4 separate regions of the Sus scrofa genome follow, and all the other regions are linked to region 3. A link is a contact called in public Hi-C, HiChIP or PLAC-seq and promoter capture Hi-C data. All regions are on one chromosome and are shown on one strand. The core of a region is the stretch at or near the end of the contact, and the rest is flanking DNA. Distances in the headings are between cores, read along the strand shown.

The links. Promoter capture Hi-C pulls out the DNA fragments that hold promoters and counts their contacts. A called contact is a pair of places that touch in the nucleus more often than the background predicts. HiChIP or PLAC-seq counts read pairs in DNA pulled down with a chosen protein or histone mark.
Region 1: a promoter capture Hi-C map of fetal skeletal muscle shows a contact between it and region 3, with 4 times the contacts expected there. The contact joins two enhancer-like sites. A contact is called at or near these places in 3 of 5 promoter capture datasets (fetal liver, fetal skeletal muscle and liver), 32 of 47 Hi-C or Micro-C datasets (adipose tissue, alveolar macrophages, blood and 17 more) and 2 of 2 datasets of contacts at active chromatin or transcription factors (alveolar macrophages and skeletal muscle).
Region 2: an H3K27ac HiChIP or PLAC-seq map of alveolar macrophages shows a contact between it and region 3. The contact joins two enhancer-like sites. A contact is called at or near these places in 2 of 5 promoter capture datasets (fetal liver and liver), 33 of 47 Hi-C or Micro-C datasets (adipocytes, adipose tissue, alveolar macrophages and 18 more) and 2 of 2 datasets of contacts at active chromatin or transcription factors (alveolar macrophages and skeletal muscle).
Region 4: a contact with region 3 is called in a Hi-C map of subcutaneous adipose tissue, with 2.0 times the contacts expected there. The contact joins two enhancer-like sites. A contact is called at or near these places in 4 of 47 Hi-C or Micro-C datasets (embryonic fibroblasts, mesenteric adipose tissue, retroperitoneal adipose tissue and 1 more) and 1 of 2 datasets of contacts at active chromatin or transcription factors (skeletal muscle).

What each region holds. Positions count from the first base shown.
Region 1 is chr9:21,003,448-21,010,508 of Sscrofa11.1, reverse strand. It overlaps TMEM135 (transmembrane protein 135), which reads right to left. Exons shown (of 17, transcript XM_021062616.1): 11 at 5,398-5,467; 12 at 1,933-2,100. It overlaps LOC110255411, which reads left to right. Exons shown (of 4, transcript XM_021062619.1): 4 at 2,848-3,224. Among named protein-coding and RNA genes, the nearest start is that of TMEM135, 270 kb to the right of the region's middle. Within about 2 kb of position 4,993, at least 4 of the 83 cell types and tissues checked have an H3K27ac peak or open chromatin away from gene starts, as enhancers often do. A contact at or near this core is called in fetal skeletal muscle, where this site is marked.
Region 2 is chr9:20,977,643-20,984,687 of Sscrofa11.1, reverse strand. The region is part of intron 8 of TMEM135 (transmembrane protein 135); the gene reads right to left. Among named protein-coding and RNA genes, the nearest start is that of TMEM135, 240 kb to the right of the region's middle. Within about 2 kb of position 3,722, at least 10 of the 83 cell types and tissues checked have an H3K27ac peak or open chromatin away from gene starts, as enhancers often do. A contact at or near this core is called in alveolar macrophages, omental adipose tissue and retroperitoneal adipose tissue, where this site is marked.
Region 3 is chr9:20,704,448-20,711,685 of Sscrofa11.1, reverse strand. No RefSeq gene overlaps it. Among named protein-coding and RNA genes, the nearest start is that of FZD4, 13 kb to the left of the region's middle. Within about 2 kb of position 3,000, at least 39 of the 83 cell types and tissues checked have an H3K27ac peak or open chromatin away from gene starts, as enhancers often do. A contact at or near this core is called in alveolar macrophages, fetal skeletal muscle, omental adipose tissue and 2 more, where this site is marked.
Region 4 is chr9:21,182,186-21,189,054 of Sscrofa11.1, reverse strand. No RefSeq gene overlaps it. Among named protein-coding and RNA genes, the nearest start is that of TMEM135, 440 kb to the right of the region's middle. Within about 2 kb of position 4,089, at least 17 of the 83 cell types and tissues checked have an H3K27ac peak or open chromatin away from gene starts, as enhancers often do. A contact at or near this core is called in retroperitoneal adipose tissue and subcutaneous adipose tissue, where this site is marked.

The DNA of each region.
Region 1 (7,061 bases), core at 3,744-6,243, 300 kb before region 3:
TCTACAATCAACATTTAAGATTTTATGTTAAGACTAAATACAAACATTACGTCACAGGAAATGAAAAAGCATGTGAATATAAATACATAACTGCCAATATTAACTCTTGTATATTCAAAGACATTAGTGATGCTTATAGTTTGTCACTTTTCCCCTTCCATTTCAAAACATTTTATCCACATCTACATTTACAAGTAAACTTTTACACAAAATGATAATAATCATCTTATACAAAGTAATTCCAGAATTCATTTTTTCCCAGTATTTTCTTTTAGCAACTCTGTGTGTGCGCATGGATACATGTCACACGCATGCATACAGGTCAACCTTAGTGAACGCGCATTTTACCATTTGCATTGAGAACCTAAACTTTAGGTTTGGTTTTTTTTTTTTTTTTTTGTCTTTTTTGTCTTTTTGTCTTTTTGTTGTTGTTGTTGTTGTTGCTATTTCTTGGGCCGCTCCCGCGGCATATGGAGGTTCCCAGGCTAGGGGTCTAATCGGAGCTGTAGCTGCCAGCCTACGCCAGAGCCACAGCAACGAGATCCAAGCCGTGTCTGCAACCTACACCACAGCTCACGGCAACGCCGGATCGTTAACCCACTGAGCAAGGGCAGGGACCGAACCCACAACCTCATGGTTCCTAGTCGGATTCGTTAACCACTGCACCACGACGGGAACTCCTAGATGTTTAATAAAATATGTCAGTGACATGACTTACATGTTAGTGATTCCCATTAAAAAAAAAAAAAGGCTACTGCGCCAAATTACCGAGTACTGTGTTGTGGATGATCCCTACACGTGTGTTTAGGTGTGTTCTTACTTTGGCGTGGATACATTTATAGGAACATACAGAAAGAGGTGGAAGAAACTGGTTTATTTGAGGGAGTCCAGTAGAAAGTGAGCGGGTGGAAGATGGAAAATAAGGCATTGGTTATATAAGTTACAAGAGAAAATCCTTCCTTGTTCTATCGAGGGTTGATTGATATACGCTAGAAGGGTATGGAAATGCTGAAACTAATAACCAGGTAGTAAATATGATTAAGAAAAACAGACCATGTATAATATTAACATCACATTTGATGTTAGACATCAGGAAGTTCTTATGTTTTCAGTGACTACATATTTGCAAAAAAGAAAATGAATTTTTGAAAATCTTGTAGTATTATGTATAAGTGCAAATGTATCCTAGAGTTCCCACTGGTGGTACAGTGGGTTAAGAATCTGACTGCAGCGGCTCGGGTCGCTGTGGAGGCATAGGTTCGATCTTCAGTCCAGTGCAGTGGGTTCAAGGATCTGGTGTTGCCACAGCTGTGGCATAAAATTGCAGCTGCAGCTTGGAGTCCATCCCTGGCCCAGGAACTTCCATATGCCGTGAATGTGGCCATAACATTTTGAGAGAGACAGAGAGAGAGAGAGAGAAAGAAAAGAAGGGAAAAAGGGAGGGAAGGAAGGGAAAAAAGGAAAGAAAGGAAGATAGGAAGAAAGAAGTAAATATATCTATCCTTTCAAGCATAATAAATAGCATTTTAAAAGAAGAACTATCTCCAACCTCTGTTCCCAATATACTGTGTACATTAGGTGATAAGATACAAACACTAGAGAAAAATGATTTTAAAAAAATGATAAATGAGTTGCTAAGGCCATCTCTTGATCTCTCTTTTTTTCTTTTTTTGGCTTTTTAGGGCCGCACCTATAGCATATGGAAGTTTCCAGGCTAGGGGTCCAATCAGAGCTGCAGCAACACAGGATCCATGCCGTGTCTGCAAACTACACCACAGCCCGTGGCAACTCCAGATCCCTAACCCACTAAGCAAGGCCAGAGATCAAACCCACATATTAGTCGGGTTCATTACCCCAACAGGAACTCCCCCATGTCTCACTTTAACAATATCCATGTTATTTATTTCCCACTTTTCTTTCTGAAAGCCTTACCTTGTATATACTAACAAAAGAGCCCAGAAAAGCTCCAAGCTGGAAGTTTTCTTTATTGTAGAAGAGAGAAAGTAGCCGGGATGGCTGTGTAAACAGATGCCTAAATGCAGAGGGAATTCGGAGGCAGCACTGGATCAAGTATCCCACGCTAAACATTCTGATGAAACCCTAGAGAAAATTGGGAGGAAATTCTGATTTATAACCAAATTTTAAAGTCTGATAGATATAAATGTTATATTGTCTGGGAATCAAAACAGCACTAAAAAAAAAAAAAAATTAAGACCAGTTTTTATCACAGCTGTTTTCAAAATTAAGTCCTAAAACCTCAAACAATTTTAAAACAATTGCCCTAAAAATAAGGGTGAAATCTTGCAAAGACTTTAAAAAGTTTCCAAAGCTCTGGCCATGCCTGTCTGTGATCCAACTTCCACTTCTTGACATTTTGTTAACAGTAATTGGGATTTATATTTCCTAAGTAACAAACTGAGGTTTAGAAACAAAAGCACCGAAATTCAAAAAAAAAAAAAAAAAGTTAGCAAAACCAAGTGCTTTTGGAAATTTTAACAGAAAACACTTCTTAATCATTAAGAAGTTTGAGTAGGGATTCTTTAGACAGAAAAATAATTGTATTATTTGTTCAGACCTTTGGTATCAACTTTTTAAGTGATCAGGTTTAAAGAATTTCCCAGGAAAAGAAATCGTACTATCTAGGTTATTAGTTCTGTACTCAATGTGTCAGGCTAAAACATCTCTAGGGAACGGTAGCTTGAAGGTAAACAAAATGAAACTTGGAAAAGCAAATACGCTATAAATCCACATTTGCTATCAACACTTCTCTGTGACCCGCAACTATTTATAGTGTAAAAGGGAGCGGACAAGGCTGACTAACGTGGACAATTTGATTTCCGTTTCTAGGAAGATGAAGTTGGATGTCACTTAACACTGAGAGACTGAAAAACTCCAGTTATCTAGAAACAAAATGTTATCAAAAAGAAGAGTATTTTATCCAGGATTCAACTACACAGTGTAGTGCTGGTCTCCCATCCTCCAGCTCCTTCGCCCCCCCCACCCCCCACCCCGGAATGGAAAAAGTCACATTCTTAGCGGTGTCTACTGCTAAGGTGCAAAGGTCAGGTTTGTATTTTCTGGATAGCAGCCTTCTCTTTTAGAAAAACACTGAATTACTATGAAGAAACATTCATTAATTTACCTGAAACTACCTAATACCTGGTTAAACCATGGAAATTGGAATTGTCCAATCAATTAGGATGAATGAACATGCATTTGCTGAACTGAAACTGCCTAGCGTTTTGTTTCATGCATGAAATGGTCACACTTCGAACTTGTCGTTGATAATCTCGTAACATCAACCTAAGGGCTCACAGATCACAATCATGTTCAGTCGTTTCAGGCTGTTTTCAAGAGATCTATTCATCCCTCCATCGTTCACCCTTTCACGTATCCTGGAAAGATTCTGTGGATGCCTCTCCTGTGCCAAACTACTCTAGATGCTTGGGATAGAGTCTGAAGAGGGCACAAAGTTCTTGCCTCCATGGAGCATCCATGCTCATTAGAGAAAGAGAAAATAAGGAAACAAACATAAAATAATAACAGATTACAATAAGTGTTGTGATGAAAATCATCAGGGCACTGGGAGGGAAATCGCCAGGGTGACCTGTGTTAGACTGAGCAGCGAGGGAAGCTGCTGAGGATGTGGCATTTAAGTAGACACAAAAGAGAAGGAGCCAGCCTGAGAAAAACATTTCAGATAGCTTGCACAAAAAGTACAATGCCAAAAAAGACTGGCGGGTACTAACAAAAAGTTAGTGTGAATGGTGTATAGTGAGTTGAAGGGAATGTAATTCATCTGAATATTGACTCAGAGATATGGGTTTTTTTTGTTTTTTGTTTTTTGGCCACTGCATGCAACAGCTTAATGTTTGATCTCAGTTCTCAGATGGAACCTGGGCTGCAAGGGTAAAAGCACTGAATCCTCACCACTAGGTTCCCAGGGAACTCCCAGGGATGTGATTTAACAAGAGGTGTGACTGAGTCCATGGAATAATCAGGTGCACTGTCAAAATATATTTTACTCTATTTGTGGTATAAAGTTCTCACCCAAAGGTCTCCAAATAATTTTACATTCATGGACATAGTATTATAATTGGTACATAAATTAGCAAATTTATAGTACTGGTACACATTTGAAGGAATGACTACATTTTTTCATTGTTTAGTAACTCTTACTCTCTTATACACTCTTTAAAAATATGACCTCCCCTCTCCCCCAAATTTCTCAAAGCCCTCTGATTTAGTTAGCATACTTTTCTTAGTTCTGCTCCCTGAAGTCTCCCCATGAACTAGAATTTTGTCCAGTTGGAGAGAAGAATAACTCTTCAAGCTGGCAGACTCTGAGGCTGCCAGTAACATCCCCACCCCCTTTTGTGCCACTTCAAAATGGGGCAGGAAATCAGATTTGGAAGGAGAGTTATCAGAAACCACTGCACAACTGAAAAAAATACTCTACTGCTTTTACCCCTGGCCCTGTCTTAAAGGACTTTAAGGGTAAGTCTGGCTTGGGTGAGTGTCACCATCAGCTCTGGGCCCCAGGCAGTCACATTCACAGGCACTAATGTGGGTACAGTTCCTCCCTTTAAGAGTGACTGTCAGGAGTCTGTCTTTGGGGTGCCGTACAGCTCTGCTCTTCCCACCATCAATTAGGTGGAGATCAGATGTTGTAAGAAAGAACATAAATTTTCTAAAGCATCAAGATTGGTGGAGCATTATCCAAAACTAAAGAACTTGCAGCAGATGTGGCCACCTGTGTCAGACTAACGGCAATGAGAGTCACTTCCTACCAGGAGTGGGTGGGGGTGGGGGTCGGGGGTGGGCACAGGGCGGGGGGATGGGTGGGGAGCACCGCACTGGTACACTAATATATTAGGGAGTGGGGAATTTATGCCAGTGGGCAGAACTAACTTTCTTAATGTAGAACAACTGTGGACCTGCTCCAGTTACCACCATGCCTTAAAAAATGTAACAGCGTTTCAAGTCCCAAACCAAATGCCGCTGGCCAGACTGTGCAGTGTATATACAGTGTGTGACTGCTGACCGGCTAGCACACAGCACAGTCCAGGGGTCCTGACTGAAGATGTATGCTACTGAGGGTACACTGCAAAGCACAAATTTTTCTGTCTTTTTTATTGTTGCTGCTTCACCTTCTCTTCTACTTTGTAAGTTTTACACTAATTAAATAAGCTGATTTTAAGATTATTTAACAAAGGATCTAAGTGAATACTAAAAGTTAAATTGTTACCTACTTCTCACAAATGTCTATTCTTCAAGTTAAATGCAAAGAATAATGGCAATTAGGGTCAACTTTTCCACTTACCTTGAAATTATGTTTTAATAAATAAGTTCTATACACATTCCCTGTGGTTATTAAAGTAGATTCTATATACTCACTTTAATGCAATAAGAGATGCAATTATCCTCATAGTGTTTGCAACACCTATGCCTTGGTCCGTGCTTACATCTGAAATTAATCCAAAAAAACAAATTAAAATATGTGCATGCACGCATATATACGTGTTTGTGTGTGTGTTGATCTTTTTAAAATGTTCTAACCAAAAAAGAAGAAAACATTATCAACTCAATTCTAAGTGTGTGTATTTCTGATTTCTTTGGACATCCGGAAGCAAGGATAACAGATTTTCCTTTGCTGCTCAGCATTTGACATATTGTGTGAAATACGTGACTGCAATCAAAATACTTGACTGAAACAGAAAAACCGTATTGATAAATATTTGTGACTAAATATGAAAAATATGTATATGTTATCTTTATACTCTGCCAAATCTTTTGGAAGCTTTAAATCGCTTATTGTCGCATATAACGGTCATAAATCATCCATGAAGTCAGTACTTGAACAAAAATCATAACGAAAATGCGCTCAGATTACAGGAATTTATACTTAATTATATTTGAGAGAAAACATCTGGGAAAGACACATGATACAGTATTAGAATTTAAAACTTGGCTTTTAAAATAAATGTAGAAAGATCATGTGAGAAATCAAAAGTAGGTTATTTGTGATTTAACTGTAAACTGGTGCTTAGTAAACCTTTCTTCTGGGAGGACTCCTGTTCAAGACACACTTAGTTTAATTACTTGGTAGGTCAACTTTGGGACCATTCATTCACTCCCGGCATAAAAAAGCAAGTAGAATATCCACTGTGGGTTTAGCTTTCCCCCTTTCTCTCTGAAGAGTTCATGTTCCAAAGTAAGCAGTCTTTCAAATTCGTTCAGACCACAGTTAATTAATTATCTTCCTGGTTGGAACACATTAACTCTTTCCTGTTTGCAACAATAACTTGTAGAGTGATATTCTGGCTCCACATCTCTCTAATTCCATTTGCAAATTGATGATTATCAAGACCTTTTCGGAAATCCAATTCCACACCGCAGCTGGAGCATACAGGCAGCCTTTCCTAGTCAAGGGTGACCGCAACAGTTCATTCTGACCTGCGCCCTGACGTCGTTAGAATGATATGACATATCTGGTCATGGGAGGCTGTCGAGTGATTAAAGCTAGGGGCCTGAAAAGAGGTAAATCAGAGAAGGGCTGGCTTATGCAAACCATCACTCTTCATGCTTCTAAGTGTCCTCTTCAAAGGTGTTTCTCAGCCATTGCTACCAGAACTACAGAGAAATCGGTGCACTCTCTTTGCTAGTGAAGTTAAATTCTGATTATCAACTATGCTGTCATTTAATCCTTCCTAGTCTTTCACTGAAATGGCTTCCCAAGTGCTGGACTGCCCACCTCCTATATTATCTGCCCTGCTTCTGTATTGTGCTGCACCTGCTTTCACACCAGCGGACTCGGACTCACTGAGGCTACTCTGACAAGTTCTGCCAGGAGACCCAAGGCTTGTCACCCACATCACACATTCTCTGCATTCCCCTGTGATTCCTGTTGACAGGAGTCCCATGAACAGGATCCCCTCTCCCTTTTCTCCACTAAGGTAATGCATAATTTGAACTGGTTTCGTAAGTTCCCTACCACAATTACTCCAGCCTTCTACTATCCCTTTCTTTCTTTTTACTTTTGTCTATGGTGTATGCCAAAA
Region 2 (7,045 bases), core at 2,473-4,972, 270 kb before region 3:
TGCCTCAGGGTCTGTTGGTTTTCTTGCGGAAGGAAAAGGGAAAAGCGTAGCAAGGGCTTGCCCATTCTAGCACATTTAATCTAATCACAGGATTAAATATTTGTAATGAAAGAGTTACAAAAATCTCAAACTACTCACTGAGCATAGGGTTTATAACCCTTACGCGTTATCATTTTAAAATGACAAAACTGGCAATGCAGCGCCAGGGAAGAAATAAGTGATGGAGTTAGAAAAGAACAGCCAAAAAGACTGAGGGAGGAGAGCGTACGGAGAAGAAAGGGCTCCTGAATTCCTAGTTCCTTGGACAAGGATCTCAAGGGAAATCTTAAGGTGACGGCCCTTACCAGCCTTACAACTCCACTCTTGTGGATCTTTTTTTTGGTCAGAAGAGGGAGCATTAGGAGATTGGTAACAGGAATGACCTGATATTTTTGAGAAACTTCAGAAAAAAGATATTCTATTTCTCCTTGAGCTTTATTAAAACTGAAATTCTACAAAAGTAGAAATTGGGAATAAAAAGGTTTTATTTAATCAAATTATTTAGGAAAATGTACACAGGGAACTATTATCCAATCTCTTGTGATAGAACACGATGGAAGACAATATGAGGAAAAAAAATGTATATATACGTATGACCAAGTCACTTTGCTGTACAGCAGAAACTGACACAACCTTGTAAATCAACTACACTTTAATTAAAACAATTAAAAACAGTAAAACGTGGTTTTTTGAACACACACATAAAATATGACAATGGATTTAAATGCTGATTGCCATGCTTATCTTAACAACAAAAACAAAACCATATCTGACCAGCCTAAGTGAGGAACAAGAGGAATTAAAGGTCATCCGAACTATAAGACCCATATACTTTCCAGGACATCCATTGCAAAATCGAGTTCACTAAACAAAAACAAAGCCATCTGGAAGGTATTTCATGTCGCATTGATGATTTCAAAATGCAAGAGAAGGAAAACACAGCTACTCCTACTTGAGCAATGTTTCATTTACTTTATCAGAGCCAACAATGTTACTGACTTACAACAGTCTTCAGGTTATGAACTTCAAGAGAAATGATTGGTCATCCACAAACAGATCAGTAGATATACATGACCTGATATAGTGAGAGGTTAATTCTTTTCCTTCTAGTGAGTTCCCTCCCCCCCTCCTTTTTTTTTGGTCTCTTGGCCTTTTCCAGGGACGCATTTGCGCGGCATATGGAGGTTCCGAGGCTGGGGGTTGAATTGGAGCTGTAGCCGCCTACACCACAGCCACAGTTACTAGGGATCCGAGCTGGATTTGTGACCTACACCACAGCTCATGGCAACGCCGGATCCTTAACCCACTGAGCAAGGCCAGGGATCGAACCTGCAACCTCATCGTTCCTAGTCGGATTCATTAACCACTGAGCCATGATGGGAACTCCCAGTTTTCTCCCATTTTAAACCCCACAATTGAACATGGTAAGCCAGAGTCCGAGAATCTCATTTTTAATTCTGGCTCTTTCACTCAATAGTTACAAGACCTTAAAAAGAAGCTAACGTTTCTGATCCTTAGTTTCTCTGAATATAGAATGAAAAGATGGAATTGAATGATCCTCAAAAACTTAAAAGTTCTGATTTACAATATCTATAATTTTTCAATTTGTTTGAACTTGATATAGTTGCAATATGATTCTGACTCAAATTTAAATATTATAATTGAATCAATACTAAATGTATATGAGATGGATTGAAATATTCAATTCTAGGGACCACTGAAGATATCTCTATATGTTCTAAGCAGAAATAATATATAATTAACAGCCTATTCATTGTAAAATAACTTCTAATACAAGCGAGGAAATTAAATACTCAAATGTTCAAAATTAAATTTTATCTTCAAGGCAGCTTATCTATTTCTACATTAGCTATAATAACTTCTATATGTAAAAATGATCAGAGTTCTATTGAATTAAGAGTAGAATATAATGTTTATAGTACCAGCTATATTTTCTGTCAGCTGCCTTTTTGCAACATGATCTTGCTTTACCAGTTTTGAAAGGTGGAATATACTTGTGCAATATTTTATGGGAAAATATCTTAGAATATTTAATGTATATATTAACAAGGAAATGTCAAACATTTAATGAACCTACATTAGAAATGTTTAAAAATATATTAAAGACACTGACAAGATCACACACACACGCACACACCCTTTTAGAATTATATATGTTATTTTTCAGAGATGAGCAAAAGCGATGTACAGGCATATCTAAGTAGTTCTAATTACATATTAATTCTCTCCCTAAATAGTGTCCATCCCTTGTAATTTTATATTTTCCTTTGCGTATGTAAACTGAAATACTCCTGAGTCAAAAGCAGTAATATTATGTTAAAATGCAGAATATAACCTTTTCATTGCTACAAAATGAGGGTCCCTGTGGAAGTTGGCAATAGGGGAGAGTGGGAGGAAAACTTTAAAATCTAAACTAGCTCGGTTCTTTTCACTAAGATTCTAACTTGAAAAATGTATTTTGTTTTCCAACAACTTTGTATGTGTAGGCTATATTTTATGCTTTCAGTGTCCTGCCAGACAAACTCTTAATACACAGGGTGATTTTTCTTTTTTTTTTTTGGTCGACAGTAAATTAAAATTCAACATTATTAGAGTTAGTCCAGCGCCCTTTCCTAGAACATATGGTCACCCAACAGCCAAGTGGCTGATAGGCTTTGGTCTCAAGGAGCCTGTAACAGTTGCTAGCACTTAAATACAGGAATTTACTTTACTTTGACTTCAAGCCATCCCTTGTTCTGCATCTCATCTTTTTAGAAAAAAGTCATAGGATTCAAGCTTCAGCGGCAAAATTCCAAGAGTCTAGAGAGGAGGGAGAGTCAAGTAAAAACACAAAAGACGGTCGTATAACAGTACATAAGAAAAGAACATCCTCATAATTATCTTGAAATAAAATTACTCGATGTAATAGTAACACTTCATTTACTTTTTTTTAGTAGGAAAATTGTAGGGGCCTGAACATGGAGACAAGGGCTTCTCAAATATCCATTCATTTAAATCAAATGGAAAGTAAAGGAGAGGTTAAAGATTATTTGCTCTAGAAATACAACAGATGCTTCTTAGACTTCTTTAAGGGAAAAAGAGTTCTTCAGAAACCAGTGCACTTAACAAAGCATATTTTATGAATGTCTAGCCTTGTTTAACAGGGGACATGGGGTTGAAAACGCGGTATTTATTTCTCAAGAGTTCATCCACCCCTGCTACTAATTCTACACTTGAGTTAGTACGGAATTATCTGCCAAAAGACAAGATATTTAGTAACATCTTGAGGAAGAAAATGTAAGTTAGAAAGTCAGAAGGTAGGAATGTCCTGGTGGAGGCTGAGACATGTTTAGGGTGGAGCATCAAGGGGCCAAAAGCAGAAAAGTGCAGACAGGCAGGAAAGCTTTTAGAGAAGTGGACGAGACTGTTAGAAGCCACATGGTGAAGACATTTCAAATAAGGCTGGATTTAGCCCTGATGGTGGTGGCATAAGTCACAAATTCACAATGACCATTTTCGCTTTGCCTACCAGGAAAGGGAGTAGCTGGCAGAATAGCGAGAGTCAGGCCCTGAGGGAATGTGGGAAAGAAAATCAGACATTGAGAAGGGTTTCATTTTTAGTGTTCAGCAGCTTTCAGGCTTAAAAGTCCTGTTGACATTTCTAGCCTAGGAGGGGAAGGCTTCCTGAATTACTGCCACCGCCCATTCCACCCACTCTAAAGACCAGTCTAGAGACCTATATTTCCCCCAAACAGAACAAAATACATTTCGTAAGTCTCATATCTGGTATCCTTGCTGAAAATCACTCGTTTCATTCACTTTTACAAGTACACCTGAAATCATCTCTCGCTACACCATGAGCACAGAACTCAAATGCCCCAAACAGTATTTACCAATGTCCAGGAGGAAATGCAGATAAACAATAAGGAGGGACTTAAATAAACTAAAAGCAAGTTAGTCATATACCTGATCTACAGCTTCTTCCTCTATCGGATGGGAGGGAGGGAATAGTTAAAATGAGGTAACGTTACAATCATCTGCCAAGAGCAATGCCTGGAACAAGACAGGTATTCAATAGATGTTAGGTTCCTTTCTCCCTTTTCTACAGTTTGTGGAATCTTCCTTCCTCCCCCTCCTCGGTGTTAGGAACCTTTTCCAAAATCTATAAACTCAGTTTTCAAAAATCTTTGTGCAAATTCCAAGTGATGATTTCCGTTTTGTGAACAATATTATGTAAGATATTTGATCTATTTTTTATTAATAAATAGTCTGTTAGAAGGACTAAAGACTGGTAGAACCACAAATGTCAATGGGTGAGGGATTGAGAAAATCCAAAATGATATGAAAATAAACAGCAAGGAATAAAGGGTACTAGGAAAGAACAGTGCCCTTGATGTCAACTACTGTCGAGAAGACTAAAAAGATGGGAGCTCCCTGGTGCCTCAGCAGGTTAAGGATCCAGGGTTGTCAGTGCTGTGGCTCAGGCCTTTGCTATGGGGCGAGTTTGAACCCTGGAACTTCCACATGCTATGGGTATGGCAAAAATAAAGAAAGAACAAACAAACAATCATTTAAAAAAAAAAAAAAGACAAGACCTCTAAAACATGGGTAGGTAATAGCATTTATATGGTGTTTTATTTGATCCTCACAACATTTGCTTTACAGATAAAAAGATTGAGGTTTAGGAAGAAAAGAGTCTTATTTCAGATTGCTCAGCTAATAAATTTTAGAGGAGGAACCAGAATTAGAATCTAAGACTTTTGACTTTAAATTCTATATTCTTTCTACTACAGCATTCTAGACCTACTGAAGAGAGAACTCAGATTATAAGTGATTAAAAGCTTTGGATAGAATAAATGGAAGCCCCAAGATAAAATTAATGAATTTGAGGTTTTTAATAATAAAAGGGTGAAGAAAGGCAGGATAATAGCTCTACCAGATAGAAAAGTCCAACTTCAGTAATGCGAAGATCGAGGCACAAGGAAAAGTTTAAAGACTAAATTCAAAGCAAAGGTAGTTTTTGGTTCATGTCCTGAGAAACAGAAAGGATTTTCCAAGAGCTCTACATTCCAGAAGAGCTCACTGTAAAATCCTAAATGGAGACTGCAACATCACAACCATCAAAGATAAAATGATGGTTCCAGAATCAATCAAATCAACAGGAATCATCACAATGCCAGGAGCAAAAGCATCTACCGAGATCATCTCTAGTCTTTCTATCTGCTAGAGCAGTGCTATCCAACAGAAATAAAATCTAAGCTGTTTATACAAAATTTTAAATTTGCTAGTAGATGTATTTAAAAAAAATAAAAAACATGAGATTAATTTTAATAATATATTTCATGTAACCCAATATATCCAGAGTATTACCAGGTCAACAAATAATCCACATAAAAGAATTATTAATGAGATATTTACATTTTTTTTCCATACTAAGTCATCAAAATCTGGTGTGCGCTTCATATTTATAGCACATTAAATTTGGACTAGCCACATTTAAAGTGCTCAAGAGCTACATGTGACCTGCCACTATTACACTGGACAGTGCAGTTCAAACATAACTGCAGCCTGCATATATAAGTGACTTTTTAAGGATTAAAATTAATAGGGCAGTAATAGGATGTGTGATACAATTTTCTTCTCTTCATTGACATTAGAACATGAAAACCTAAAAGAAACCCACATTAAGGTAACGTAACCAGACGATAGCTCTGGGAAGCTCTAAGGGAGTTGATATTGATCAACTGAACCCAATAAGACTGTGATTACAGACATATTTTTTTTAGTGCCAGTGTATAATCTGCAAGGGGAGTTTTCCTCTAAGGATTATAGTCAAGAAGGAAGCAATCACAAATGACCTCTTAAAAGTAAACTGATAGGTAACTTGATACAAGAAAAGCATTTTATAACTGAGAGTTTATGTAAGAGAAACAGAACAGAGATTTTTACAGATGTTCCTTGAGGTACATATGATTTGAATCTGAGAAAACCTGAACATTTCTCAAAAAAAAAAAAAAAAAAAAAAGATTTGTGAGAACATTAGCAGAAATCTGTAGTCTAAGAATAATGATGGCTGATACTTTTCCAGAAAACATTATGTCATAGAAGTTTAAATTTATGGCCTTATGAAGAAGGCTATGATATTTATTTTAAATAATAAACAAGAATTTGACAAGTTAGGTAAGTCAAAATTAGATGTGAAACCATTTATATTTTGGTTAATAAAGTAAAAAGCAAAGATTAACGGAAAGACTAAGGATATGACAAATCATATGGTATGCATGAAATGGAAGTCTGCCTCTTCACATTAAGAGGTACCTTCTGAATCAGAAGCACCAAAGGAAAAGTTCTTTTGTTATATACTGTAGAGACAGCTTACTGATTCTATTGCTTATTTCTTAGAGACAGCTGACTGAATTCTATTGCTTTGGCTAACTGAAATTAGAAATGACGAGTAGTTTTTTAAAACATTGCAATTCTTTCTTAAAACTAGCCATTTTAAAAAGCAAATTTTGCAATCTAGCAAAGATAAGCATAAATAGTGATTTTTAACATAAAAATCTAAGTAAAATTCTTAGAAACTCAGAAAAACAAAGAATTTAAACTGCTGGGATAGCTTAACCAAAATTGTCTTTTAAATCTAGATGCTATCTGAAATCTAGACATCCAAGAGAAAAACCTCAAACAGCTGGAATCCAGCTTAGATACACAAAATAAATCACTTCTGACTGCAGTTCACTCTGAAAAGCTCTAATCAGGTTTCCACAAGCAACAAAACAAACAAAACAAAGAACATTAACACTAGTGAAATGGTCTTACTAACTGTGTGTAACAGCAAGGAAGAGACAGACAAGAATTCTGTAAAATCCATGACTATCCATTCAACACCTTTAAGGTTAGAATATTATTCCCAAAATACATGTGAAATAAAGCTACAGAAGGTCTTCTCATTCTAGTTCAAATTCTTAAATTATTTATAGGAAACTTTAGGTCATTTGAAATGTGA
Region 3 (7,238 bases), core at 1,751-4,250:
TCCCTGCGCTTGTAGAAACACTTTCTGTAGAGAAAATATTTTTATTTACACGATTTCATTGTATGCTTGTGGCACCGCTGAGAGAAGCAAGGCAGGCCCTGCTTTAGCCCTGAGAATGGAAAGAGGGTGAGGGACTTGCCCAGGCTCATTGTGTGGTTCTCTTGTGCTTAGCTCAGGGTTTCTTTTTTGTTTTATACTCATTTGTGGGTTGTGTCTGCCTGAAGACCTGTCGAAGTCCTATCCTCCTGTACCTGTGCGTGCGAATTTCTTTGGACTTAGGGTCTTTGCAGACGTAATCAAGTTAGGATGAGTTCTATGAGATGTATTAGGTGGGCCTAGTCCAGTGACTGGTGTTTTTATAACGAGGGGGGAGTCTGAACACAGACATGGGAGGATGGCACATGAAGGCAGAGGCAGAGATTGGCCTGGTGCAGCTAAGGGGCAGGCAGGGACTGCTGGCAGCCACCGGAAGCCAGGAGAGAGGCATGGAAGAGTCTTCCCCAGAGCCTCCAGGGAGACCCAACCTTCACCTTGGCTTTGGGTGTCTAGCTTCCAGAAATGTGTGAGAATGAATGTCTGTGTCTCAAGCCTTCTCGTTCGTTTTGGTAGCCCTAGAAACTAACACGTGTCTCTTCCTCGATTCCTTCCTTCCTCCCTCCCTCCCTTCCTTGCTTTCTTGCTCTTTAGGGCTGCACCTGTGGCATATGGAAGGTTCCAGGCTAGGGGTCGAATCAGAGCTGCAGCTCCCGGCCTACACCACAGCCACAACCATACCAGATTGTTAAGCCACTGTGTGAGGCCAGGGATCGAACTCTCATCCTCATGGATGCTAGTCTGGTTCATAACCTGCTGAGCCACGATGGGAACGCCCTCTGATTTCTTTCCTGCAAATAGCTCCCGGGAGAGGGGTAAACATTTTGGCAAGCAGCTCAATAACTAGACCTGGCCATGAGCTTCTGTCATTTAAGGGTTATGTAGCATAATCACGCTGCTAAGTGGCTTTATCTGTAAGCTGGACACCTTTAGAATAAAGCCCAGGATCCCTGACGCTCAACTGATCTGAACTGGTCTTAGCTGGCCTCCCGCCCACCCCCGATGGGAGTTCTGTATGCAGGGCCGGGACCTTGACTGGAATGTGGCCCAAGGGTTTTTAGCATTTCTGTCCTGAGAACTGATTTTCTCTCGTTCCCATTTTAGCTTTCACATGCAATCATAATTTTAAAGTTGAGCAGACTCTTGACTGAAGAGGTCAGCCTTGGCCTCCTGTCTTCAGAGTTTCTGTGAACAGAAATAAACCACGCTCAGAGAAGGGCGTTGTCCTCTGCTCAGTTTTCCTTCACCCTGCAGCTGGGGTGGAGGGCTGGAAGCATCTCATTAAATGTTTTGAAAATGTTGGGCTTGCAGAGGTTTAGTCCCAAAAGTTTTCAAAATGAACCTTCCCCCACCGCCGAAATCCATAGACTTGCCTTCCCCTGCCTGTGTCTCGTCCTTAGGCTAAGAGAACCCATGGATTCATCTGCTCTCCTGGCAAAGGATTCTGACTTCTCCAGCTCCCAGGGAGAGAGAATTAAAAAGCCTAATTTATGACGATGCACAGCCACTGCCTGATTTTCATCAGCCTCCCACAGGGCTCCCTGTAAGCACCCGATCCGGTTTTCACCCAAGAACGTGCTTAATCTCAAGGATCACCCACATTATCAATGCCTTTCTCTCTAAGAGATTACGTGATTGGCTATCTAAATTTTCCAAGATGCCAGAGGATTGCATCATTTTGCTTGCTCTGAGGTAAAGGTAGGGTATAAAGCCGAGATGGGATTGATAAGGCACAGAGAAAAATCTGTCCTAATTCCATCCTTTTCCTTTCACACCCTTTGCCGTTTCATACATGTTCCCCTTTGCCTGCGATGCCCCTTCCCTCTTTCTTCAACGAGGCTGTGTCTGTTCTTCCTTCAACATTGAAATCCTGGGTCACCTTTCCTGGGAAATCATCTCCGACCCGCCTACTTGCCACTTCCTGCCTCCCTTCCCTTATTTTCGTAGGTAGGTTCAAGCCTCGGTGCCTTCATCTCTGGGCACCTTCGTCGTACCATCTGTAAAATGGTCTATTCGTATGTCTGTCGCCCCACTGGACTGAGCAACCTGAAGATGACTCTGAGCACCCAAAGGTGCCCAACTGTGTGTCCTCAGGGCCTGGCACGAGTTTCAGAAATATCTATGTAAAGTATAAGGGAGAGAAGAAGGAAGGGAGGAAGAATGGAAGGAAGGTCTCACCTTGATAGGTGGGGCAGCTGAGGGGCTGTGGGGACAAGTGTGGCCAGCCCAGGAAAAGACACCAAATGTAAACGACAAGAGCCATCACACAGGCTGTTCTTGCCCAAAAGATGTTTGGGTGGTAGCTGCAGAAAATCCTCTAGTCTCCAAAATGGGTTTGAGGGTGATCACCTACCTTACCTACTGGGTTGATAAGCTGTCTCTCTTCTCTCTTCTCTTCCCTTTTTTCTCTTCTCTCCTCCCCCCAACAAATATTCGCTGAGCGCCTACAGTATGTAGAACACTGGAGTGGGCTGTGGAAGGGAGAGAGGGAGTGATTGCAGAAAACCGCAAAGACAAGGTCCAGCTTCGAGTCCAAAAGTGCAGATGACGAAACGGAGAAGGAATTCATCTGTTATTAACAAGCTTAAAACTCCAAACCTGGAAAAACAAATCCTCTATTGCTTAGTAAATATTTGTGGAAGAGCTGAATGAGGGTCCACCCTGTGCCAGTCTGGGAGGGTCTCCCCAAGATACCTCAGGCACAACCTTTCGCTCCAGAAGTTCATGGCAACTAAGCACCTGCCCCTAAACCCGCTAAAGGACTCGGACCCGCGAAGGGATCAGCGCTACGGTTCCTATCATGTTTGCTATGTACTTTCTTCGTAATCTGAGTCCTAGGGCCTTGTTGGTTTAGTGTGGGTAGAACAGCTTCTGAGCGCTGAGTGCCGTGGGAAAAAGAAAACACTTTCCAAACCAGCGTCATCCCACTTGGTCCCGAAAGGACACGTCTGCCTCAACAGGTGACCGTGTGGGGAGGAAGAAGAGAAAGGAAAGGGCAGGTCCCTCCCAAGGACCAGACCTTTTCTCAAACTTGGTCTGCTCGCCAACACCATCCTCTGTGCAGAATGTCAAAAATAGCAAAATTTCCGAGGTGCCCTCGGCGGCGTGTAGTCAAAGGATGGGCCGCCTCCATCTGCACGTGTTTTCGGGCGCACGTGTTGATTTATGATCCTCGCCCCGCGTAGGTGGCGTGCGTAGGTGCGTCTGTCCTCCGGACCCGCTCTCTTGCGTCCCTCGTGCTGTGATGCTATGAACCCAAAGAGACTGCTCCGTGGAAGTGAGGCGCACACCCCACCCTCCCGCCCAGAGCGAGAGGCAGACATGTGTGAATAAACTTGGCCGCCAGACGCCTGTGGGGAGGTGCGGGCGGCGAGTCGGGCCCGTGTAACTGGAGCCTGAGACTCTCGCAGTGGGAGGGAAGGTGGGCTGAGGCCAAGTTCCGAAAGGCGCAGGGGAGGTGGCCCAAGTGTGAGGGCGAGGGAGGCGCACGTCCACGCTGGTGTTTCGCAGACCTGGCCCCGGCTGCTGCGGGGGCTGTGGGCTGGAGACAGGCGAGCAGGAGGCAGGCAGACCGGTGTGGGCGACAAAGCACCAGGGCCTGGGCGAAGGGGGGAGCAGAGAGATGGAAAGGAGGGGGCGATTTTCAGAGAAACCACAACACACGGCGTCCTCTGCGCACAGTTCAGTGAGCCGAAGCTGTGCTTTCTAAAGCGCCTGCCTTTCAGAGCCCTGGAGCTTTCTGTTTGCTCTGCACACCTGATCTAGTCCACTCCCCCGGTTGGGTTGCCAGTTCTAGATAAATGACGACCCTGTCACTCCAGGGCTGCCGCAGATCGCACCCGGGAGAGCTGGGGTTTCCCCAGTGAGACTGTCCCCTCCCCCCACCCCCAGGCCGGCCTGACACCAGCGGTTGGTGGCTGGAAGGGACGAGGGCCTTGGGAGGAGAGCCCAGTGTTTAGCTGTTTATGGAGTGTTAAGGGGCCCCTCCCTCCACGTCTTTCGGGCTCAGGGTTTCCTATCAAGACACTTCTCAGAAGAGCCTATGGGCTAGTTCCATAGGAAGAGCTTCATTTCCTACAAACTTAATCCCGTTCGCATCTCCCATCTAGATGTTACTTCTCTACACAGCTTTCTTTGCAGGCTACTGTTATCAAAGTCTGGACTGCCCAACCAGATCCATTGGCAAAAGGTATCGTGAGCACACGCATTTTCCCTAGTCCTCTTCCTTTTAAATCAGAGATTCTGTATAACATTTTCCATAAGTGAAAGAGAGAGAACCACTTCCTAGCTTTTTTTTTTTTTTTGAAACAACAGACCTTCCTTTTGGATTTACATCAACATTTAGCTAACTTCCTGAACACTTCACCCATTTCCTGAACTTATTCTGAGGAAGGAAAAACATCCTCCTTCAGAAATAAATGCAAATAATCGCAGAGATTATTTTTATTAAATAAATAGTGTAAATGCAATGGAATTTCCTGTGCAATGTACGTTTACTGTGGCTATTTCAACAAAAATCTATTTGTTGTGATCCTGTAGGGATCATCGTATTTGCAGGAATCTGAGGAATTAAAATCATCATGTATCTACTCTAGAGATAAGTCCTGAACATTTGCATTTTTTGCTGTTGTTAAAAAAATATTTTTTTTTAACTGAAAAAAACGCTAGGGGAAATGGTTTTCTTTGGTCAGCAAGTTTGAAGTTTTCTTTAAAATGGGATTCTTATGACACCTAGTGGTGAATATGGGAAGGACACCTTCAGAGTCGAAGATGACTTCCTAGAAGAGTCTCAACGGTCAGGATTTTTTGTTTATGCATCTGCTTGGGAGAAAACACACCATTCCAAGCACACACACACACACACACACACACACACACACACACACACACATAATGCTTTTTTTTCCCATTATAGCTGGTTTACAGTGTTCTTTCAATTTTCTACTGTAGAGCATGGTGACCCGGTTACACAAACATATATACATTCTTTTTCTCACATTATCATGCTCCATCAAGCACTTCTTAATGCCCTTATTGCCTTAGAATCCTGAGAAGAGGTGACGTGGCAATGGCAACCCTTAAGCACTTCTGGAGATGTTCTCCTCCTTGATTAATATTTCCTCAGAGCCAGCCACCACCTAAGACTAAACTGGTTCAATTTGAGAATAAATGAAAAATGTGAGACTTTGCAAAAAAAACACATCAATATATCAAGCTGTGCTCAGGTTAACTTCAGTTTGTTTGGTTTTTTTTAAGTCCTGTGTTTTGATTTTTTCTTCTTTCTTTCTGTCTCTTTTTGGCCTTGCCCAGGGCATGCGGAAGTTCCCAGGCCAAGGATCGAACCCATGCCAGAGTAGTGACAATACCATATCCTTAACCCACTAGGCCACCTGGGAAATCCTCGATTTTTAAAAAAGGAAAACAATTTCTCCATATATGTGAGAAGGCCTCCTCCTGTGTGGCCATCTTTTAGTGGAAAAGAATGGTACTTTTCTGGTGAGTAAATCCCACTGATACTTCAGAGACGTGTTTTGGGCTGATTGCCTCATCTTTTATGAACACTTTACAGGACTCTTCTTGTGTTCTCAGTGTTGGGCAGAGGCTGATTTTTAAAGAGAGTGTGATAGGGATCTGAGAAAGTCTCTCACCCCCCAACTTTACTTCCACCCTCATCCCACAGAAGGCCGTCTGGGATAGATGGATAACTGGCCTCTTGGCACCATCCCCAGGAAGAGACTTATTCATCCATCACCCAGGCTGACATTCTTCCTTAGGTCCGAGCCCTTCGTGTGGTATCCAAGGCCTCTAGCATCTGGCCCTTCTCCTCTCTTCCAGGCTTACCTCCTGCCTCTTCCTCAGACACGTCTGTTCTGACCAATTCCAACTCCCCGTGTACCTCAGGCTGTTTTGCGCTTCTCCGCCTTGGGCACATGCTGGTCCCCTCAGCCGCAGACTCTGTCCCTCCACAGCTCTGGGTTTTCTCTCCTAGGAGCCTTGACTGATCCAACCCAGCAGACATCGTGCCCCCACCCCCCCATGTCACCTCTCAGACACCCATAAGTTCACATGTTATTCTACGTTCTGCTAGTTGTATGTGTGTCTCCCCTGGACACCTGTGATCATCTCAAGAACAAGAACTGCTCTGGTGCCCAACTCCCTGGTTTGTCAGGTGCCCCACACAACTGTTCACTGTCGTCCTGATGTCAGCCATCTGGGGGGCGACACTGTCCCACCGGGCTGCAGTGTTTTGATAGGAGCAAATTGGGGTGGGGGGCAGCTTGTTCAAGGGTAGAGTTGACGATCAGAGGAGTAGGTCTTTGAAAATGTACAGAGCCATTTATTATCCCAAATGACCTCAGCCTTCCTTCCCCGAGGAATATAATGGTTTCACAAAAATGATCTCTAAGTTTCTGTCTGGGTCCAACATTGTAGGATTCTATAATTGGGGGAGCTATGGCCTAAAATAGGGCTTTAAAAAACTGGGGTTAATGCAGGAAGTATTTTACATACATATATGTCTTTTTTTTTTGCGGCAGGGGTGGTGGTGGTGCAGAGGGAATGGTCCAAACTTTTGTAAATGGATCTATGAGCTCAAAGGATTAAGCATCACTGGAATTGCTGGCCAAAAGAGTGTTCATAATCTCTATTGGCTCCATACGAGTTGACACACCTTCTTGAGTGCTTTAGGAGAGAGGCTAATATGGCAGCAGCCTTGTTGCTTTTTCTCCACTGTCCTTTGTTAGGGCACCTACATATAGGTCTGGTCTGCAATGTAAAGAGAAGCTAAGGGGCTGTGATCCATTTATGTTTTGGGGTTGTCACTGCTATGGCATAGGTTTGATCTGAATGCTGATCCCAGGAACTTCCAGATGCTGTGGCCACAGCCTAAAAAAAAAAAAAAAAAAAAAAGGCCATGCACACAACAGACTTTTAGAGGTGGACGAATCCTAATGATGAGCTGCTAGGTTGAGTTGTTTTGACCTTAGTTCCTTCCATAGCATTTTTTGCACATATTGCCATTAGCACACTTAAAAATATTATCATTTTTCTTTACTATACATTTTGGACCCCATTAAACTTCGAGGCACCCTGAAGCCAGGGACTGTGTCTGTCCTTTAAAAAAACTTTTGCTTTTCACAAGGCAT
Region 4 (6,869 bases), core at 2,840-5,339, 480 kb before region 3:
TCTGCTGTTTCTGGATGTCTCTGAGAGAACTGCTTCATGTGTAGCTATATATTTGGTCCTGCTGTGGGAGGAAGGAAATTCAGGAGTCTCCTTCCTGTGTTGCCATCTTGGTTCAGAATTCCCAAATGCTTCTCAGGAAATGTAAATTCTCCAGTATTTCTATCCTCCTCCCAAATTTTAAGAACATTAGTATGCTTTCACACTCCTAGTCTATTTTTGCTTAGAATTTTATAATTTGTTTTAATGTGAAAAAAAAAAGTTCAAGTAGTTAACATTTTTATGGTCATTATTTAAATTTTATCAGTATCTGTGTCACCATATTATCCTGTTCCTTCTCTTGGTGAAATTTATCTTTTTAAGAGTTCTTGAAGTGAGGGTTTGTGGGTTTAATTTTCACATGCCTAAAAATGTCTTCATTTTCACTCCCTCCATAATGGTAATTTAACTGGGTATGAAATTCCAGGCTGAGAATTAATTTCCCTCAGCACTCCAACAATATTACTTTATTTTCTACCCACATTCATTCTTTCTTTTCTGAAATCTACCATTTATCCAACTGCTGTGTCTTTGAAGGCAAGCTTTCTTTTCCCGCTAATAGTTTTTAATATTATATTCTTGACATTTTTTTTCATTTTCACTATTTTGTCTAGAAATTGACATATTTTTATTAATTCTGTTTGATATTCAGTGTGTTTTATGATCTGAAAATTTGTACTTTCCTTCTTCAGATGCTCTCCATCATTCACATGTAAGGTTGCTGTGAGCTACTTTTAGGTATTTCCTTTTGTTTTTATTTTCCCTTTACCTGACAATAACCTCTCCAGGTCTAATAGTTTTATGGTAGGTTCCATCTAGTATACCAAGTGCCCAGTCTTAAACAAGATCTTATAATGGTAAATCAGGATTCCCATCCAAAAGTGAATCGTGGAGATCTCTAGGAAGTTTATTTCCGTCACTAGACTATATTAGAAAGCAGTGTTGTTAAAGAAGGCTGCTAAGTCATGAAATAAAAACAGCATAACACATGCATAGCATAATGAAAAGTGATTTTCTCACCTTCAAAAGCATCCCCAGTTTTCATGTTACTCTACAAGGTTCAGATATACATAGATTATAAATGCACATGTATCTCCAGTGTTTTATTTTAATGTATAATAAAATATTAGGTTTTAAGTTAAACATATTAGACTGGAAAACATCAGTTAACATTCCAGGGATAAAGAAGCAGCAAGAGCCTGTCAGCTTTCACTTCAGTAAGAGCAAAGTTGTTGCCCACATCAGATGAATGTATTGTCTACAAGAGTTGGCGATATAGCCAATATTAACAAAAGCATCAAGTTCAGGACATCATTGGTCTGAACCTGTCATTGCTTGTGACAAAAAGTTCATATTCAAAAATTATTTTAATATGTAAAATAGAGATTGACATCGCTAATATATTTATGCTGTTGTCATCTGGATCAACTGGACATTATTAGAAAATTTTGAATAATACTATTTTTATATTTACTTCTTCCCCATAAGCTAGTGATTTGTTCATATTAATGTAATGATAAAAAAAGAACATGTTTTAATCTACTCACTATCACGTGCTTTTTCTTTATTTCTTAAATGTAAATCAGTCTTGCTAAAAGCATTTTTAATTACCCAAGTGTATCTGACACTTCTTGAGTGCCACTAAAAATCTTTTCAGCTTCAGCCCTCATTCCAGCCACTGCTGCAACCACCTGGTTTTTTCATCCCTGGGGAACTCCCCCCTCTCCCCCCCACCCACTCCCAAGCTCACTGTACCCTACCCCTTGCTTCATCTTATCACAATCCAGAAGCAGGGGATTTAACATCACATCGGCCATCCTTGACCAGTGGAGAGAGAAGTTAATAGATAGAGGTTTCTCCTTTCTCCGTGGATGGTTTTTAGACATAATTTCTCCCACAGGATTAAGCAACCAGTCACGAGTAACAGTGGCCATTGTATTAGCTTCATTGTATTGGCTTTCTTTCTCTCTTCATTCCCTTTCTCTCTCACTTCTGCTCCTAGGATCACGCGTTTTACTCAGGCTCTGTTTTCAGGGAAACTTCTGCTAAAATAAAGATGCTTTTTAAGAACCTAACCATTGAGGAGTTCCCATCATGGCTCAGTGGTTAACAAATCCAACTAGGAACCATGAGGTTGCGGGTTCGATCCCTAGCCTTGCTCAGTGAGTTAAGGATCCAGTGTTGCTGTGAGCTGTGGTGTAGGTTGCAGACACGGCTAGGATCCTGTGTTGCTATGGCTCTGGTGTAGGCCGTTGGCTACAGCTCCAATTAGACCCCTAGCCTGCGAACCTCTAGGGCCGTGGGTGTGGCCCTAGAAATGGCAAAAAAAAAAAAAAAAAAAAAGACAAAAAGAACCTAACTATTGGGTACATGGATAGACAGTCAGTTGCAAAGCTATAACCTATTTAATGAGCCCATTCCTTTCCAATGACAAAGTTAATTTATGCATACTTTCCCACTGGAAATAAGAGGCTTAGCATTTCTATTCTGGTATCTTTCTGCACATTACTGGACATTAAATGCTTGACATTAAATTCTTTAAATATAATTTAACTGACCCGCCTCAAATCAGGGCACCTGCACATTCTGCTGGTCTCAAGCACCCACGTGATAAAATGTCCACACAGATTTTTCAAGCAAAAACAAAGGTCCATTGATGAATTTACTAGACTAGTGGATTCCAAAAATATTTGAAAATATGAAATAGGAGCTATCTCTCCCTTCATTGAGCTCATATTATGGTAAAAGAAACAGAATAGATGCATATACATGCACACATATACATGTATGATGTATTAAATACAGTACGCTTATGTGATATACAAAACAATTTTATTCTGTAGATTATGAATACAGAAATAACATCGTTCTTAGATTTCCCATCCCTTCCAAAAGAGAGCTTAGCTGTATAATTTTTGATATATTACCTAATTTCTGAGTTTCAGCATTCTGAAATGTTACAATTACCTTGAAAAAAAGTCTGTGAAAATTCAAAAAGACAATGTGTAAAAGATGTTTGCCTTTCAATATGTGGTACCTACTGTTACTGTGTTATATAATTTTCTTCACCTTCACCAATAACAGATTTTGCTATCATTAATATAAGGAGACCATGATCATTTATTCAACAAATGTTTGAGTACCTAGGTAACAGCAGGCACTGTGATAACCAATACAGCACAAGCACGAAAACAGTAATGGTACAAAGAAATGAAGTTAAGTTTTGAGTGAAGAGAGAGGTGGGAAGGACTCAAAGATTCTTTGAATAGGCTTTGGACATCAAAGAGGAAGCTGCTGTCCTAATAATGCGTTCACAGCACAGGTGGGCTCGTGGGTGTTGCAAGGCCCTAGGTGCACGGCACAGAAGAACTCAGAATTCTGATCTGAGGTCACAACTTCCAGAGGCCAGCATTTGTGAAAGAGCACTATTTCTGTCACCCCTGAGATCCATGACAATGGATCTGTTGCCTCACTGGCTTCTCCTCTCCAGCTTGTGTTGAGTTGAAATTCACTCAAGCAGAGCTCTTTAGCTGCCCTTTCCCCTCTGTTCTATTGTCTGTGTTTTGTCATCATGTCTATTCAATTAAGATTGATATCTGTACTAAGAGAATCTGAGTTCTCAGCAAGCTCCAAAGAGAAATCACTCACTGGGAACCAAAGTACTGTGGCTCCATTATGTTCTGAGGGCTAACCGCAGCTACATGATGAATTGTGTTCTCTATTTTCTTGTTGTTGTAGCTAAATATATTTCAAATGATAGTTAAGATAAGACTCCATGGAAACACATCAGTAACCAAAGCAAACAAGACTACTCCTTTCATTAACTGAGGGACAGTCCCTACATTCTTTTTCATTTTATTTTGTTCATAGTTATTGTCTCTAAGAGCAGGAAAGATTTACTTTTATTTAGGCTCATTTGAATTAACAAGATTTATTTCCACCTTATAAATTGTGTTGAATTAATCCTTTTGGACAGCACTGAAGACCAAATATTGGATGAGCCACTTAATCATGAGCCCTGTCAAGGCCCAGGACTTAGTAATGGAAAATTGTGCAAACAGTGAGGATGCCGACAGAACAGATGAGCTGTCCAGAGACACTTGAGAAATGCCTTCCTCAGGGTGTGTTTCAAACCTTTGCACACACATCAAGACAGACAAAAAGTGTGGGGTTTGGCATTATAAACTAGGAGAACGTAATTTATAGTTACAAATCCAAGTTTGAGGAGTCCTGGATCTTACACAATTTCAAGGGTCATTCTGAGTGAAAAGAATTTAAAAAATATGTAAATAGAAAATTGGGGACAAAGTTTAAACTATTTTGAATTTTGGAAAACTTTCAAGAAATTCCAGTAAATGGCAAATTTTAAAAAGCTGACAAACACCACAAACATCAGCAAATCCAGGAAAATAACGTGTTTACTATGACTGATCCCCCTCCATTATACTTTCTTTCTACATGCTTTTTCTATTTACTTACTCTTCGATTGCCTCTTCATATGACAATTTTATCGTGTTATTCTTCGTGGAAAAAAAAAAAGAACACCTTGTCTAGCATGGTTGATCAAATAATTGTTTTTCTATTATTAATGGTCATGAGTAGGCATTAGTGAGAACTGAATCCTCTATTTGCAACATTACACGTCTGATGATGGGAAGAACATTCCACAGACAAGCTTCTAGCTCCTTCCAGGAAGTCTTGCCCACACAGTTCCAGGGTCAGGCCCAGGAGGACACAGTCATACTGTGATGTGATGTCTAGCCCTGCATTTTCATGTCACAATGCCTGGCACAGGAAGCGTTAGGAATATTTGTGGGAGCCATTACTATGCCAGGATGGTTATCAATAACCAAACTATTCATTGAAGTGGCCATTTCTCATGAAAGAGCTGGTAGCGTCGCTCAGAATGCTAGTGACAAGTACTGGTCTAGATCTTCGTATGGCACCTTTGTTAGCCGCTTGTTCTTCCCTAAGTGTATATGCATTTGAAATCAGATCCTTTCAATTCTTTATTGATTTTTTTGGCCTCCTCTGTATTTCTCCAAATCCTTTCTAAGTTGAGAAACTCAGGAATGAACACAGAACCCTCCTAAATAAGTACAGTGTTCCTGCTGCTTTTAATGGAAGGACTACCGTATGGTTCTACATGCATTTCAGAGGACACATTTCTGCCAAATACAGCAGACATAGTCATCGAAAGGACATTTAGAAGTGTTTTTATTAAAAGCACACTCTTGAGATTTAAAAGGGTAAAATAAAAGAGAAAGAAAGATATGATTCTTAAAGAGAATATAACATTTGCCTACAAACTTGGCTGATGAAAATTCTTGAATGATTAAGCATAAGTTAGGGATTCTGCATTTAAACTGTAGTGTAGGATCTTGGAGTTTTAAGGAAAACATAGCTGAAACCACTATTCTTCAAACTATCGGATAATTACATGACTTACTTTTCTTCCTTTTCTCAAATTTTTGAATGGTTTTATAACCTTGAACAGTGCCAGATTTGGAAGCAGGGACAAATTTAACACGGAGAATTCCTTAATGTCATTACTTCTCCAAACAAGCTTAGTGAGAAATGAAGAGAGAAAAGACATTTCTTACTTGCAAGCAAAGCAAAAGAAGACTTGTTACAGATTCCATGCATTAGTGAGCAGTCCATTACCCCATTTTGCTAAGAATCAAATCAAAAAGGACATCTGTGCTCAGTAATTCCTCTTTCTTTTGTACCGACAAACTGCCCCCAGCGGTGGAAGAACTGCAGTGCCATAAAGAATCCCTTTGGCTTCAAACAGACCATTATCATGAAGGTCAGGTCTATATACTACCAAAAACAATGCAAAAAAAAGAAAAAAAAAATCAACTAGGTACAGTTGATCTTCTGTTAAAATGGATAGGAAGTCTCCATTTGATTGAATTTTCCAAATAAGTGAAGGGTAAATATGGCACTCTTATATCTATATCTTATATCTTGTATCTTATCATATGGGCCTTGTTGTGGGCCCATGCTTCTCAATGTTTTTTAATCTATGTACTTGCTTGCTGAACATAAAAAACGCTTCCCCTTCCCTGCATGTGTCCAGAGGCCTTGCTCTTATCCTCTAATTGAATCCCTGAGAGACAGAGGAATGTTTATTTTTTTATATGAAAAACATTTCTTTCAGCTTTTCTGTTGTAGTTTATAATAAAAATAATGGCTTTTTGTGGTCTCTCAATTTTAAAATTTATGTAATACTAAGTACATATTTTCATAACCCTCTGGGAGAGTGTGATGTGCTCTGTAGCCCTGTTTCCCCTCCCCACCCACAAGTGAGAAACGCTTTTCCAAGACTAATAATTCCAATTTTCTGCTTTAGTAAATAGGATGGAGAGAACATAATTGAATTCTCATTTTGCATTTAGGATCTAATAGTGCCTCAGGCTCTGGATGATAAACTTGAATCTTCACTCTACAGCACAGATTTACAAAATAGGTAAGCTTGATTGGAAGGGGTACTATAAAACCAGAAGACAATGCAAGGTGCCCTTGCTATGTTTTTTAAAAGGTCTCAGTGACCATGATCATGGTTCAGAAATTAAATTTGAAAATATTTTGGCTACATAATACTGTCCATCTTTGGTGATTTTTTTTCCCCTTCAAAGCATCTTCTGTCATTTATGAAGACAAAAGCTAATCTCTTTTTTATCCATTGGCTTGGAACCCTCCTATGTTTACAGATATGTGACAGTTTTCTCACACTGGAATTTGCTCAGGCTCTGGATATTAACTGCCATAATTCTTCTCACATGCTCCTGGCAATTAATTCCTCATGCAATATGCATAGTTTAGTGCCC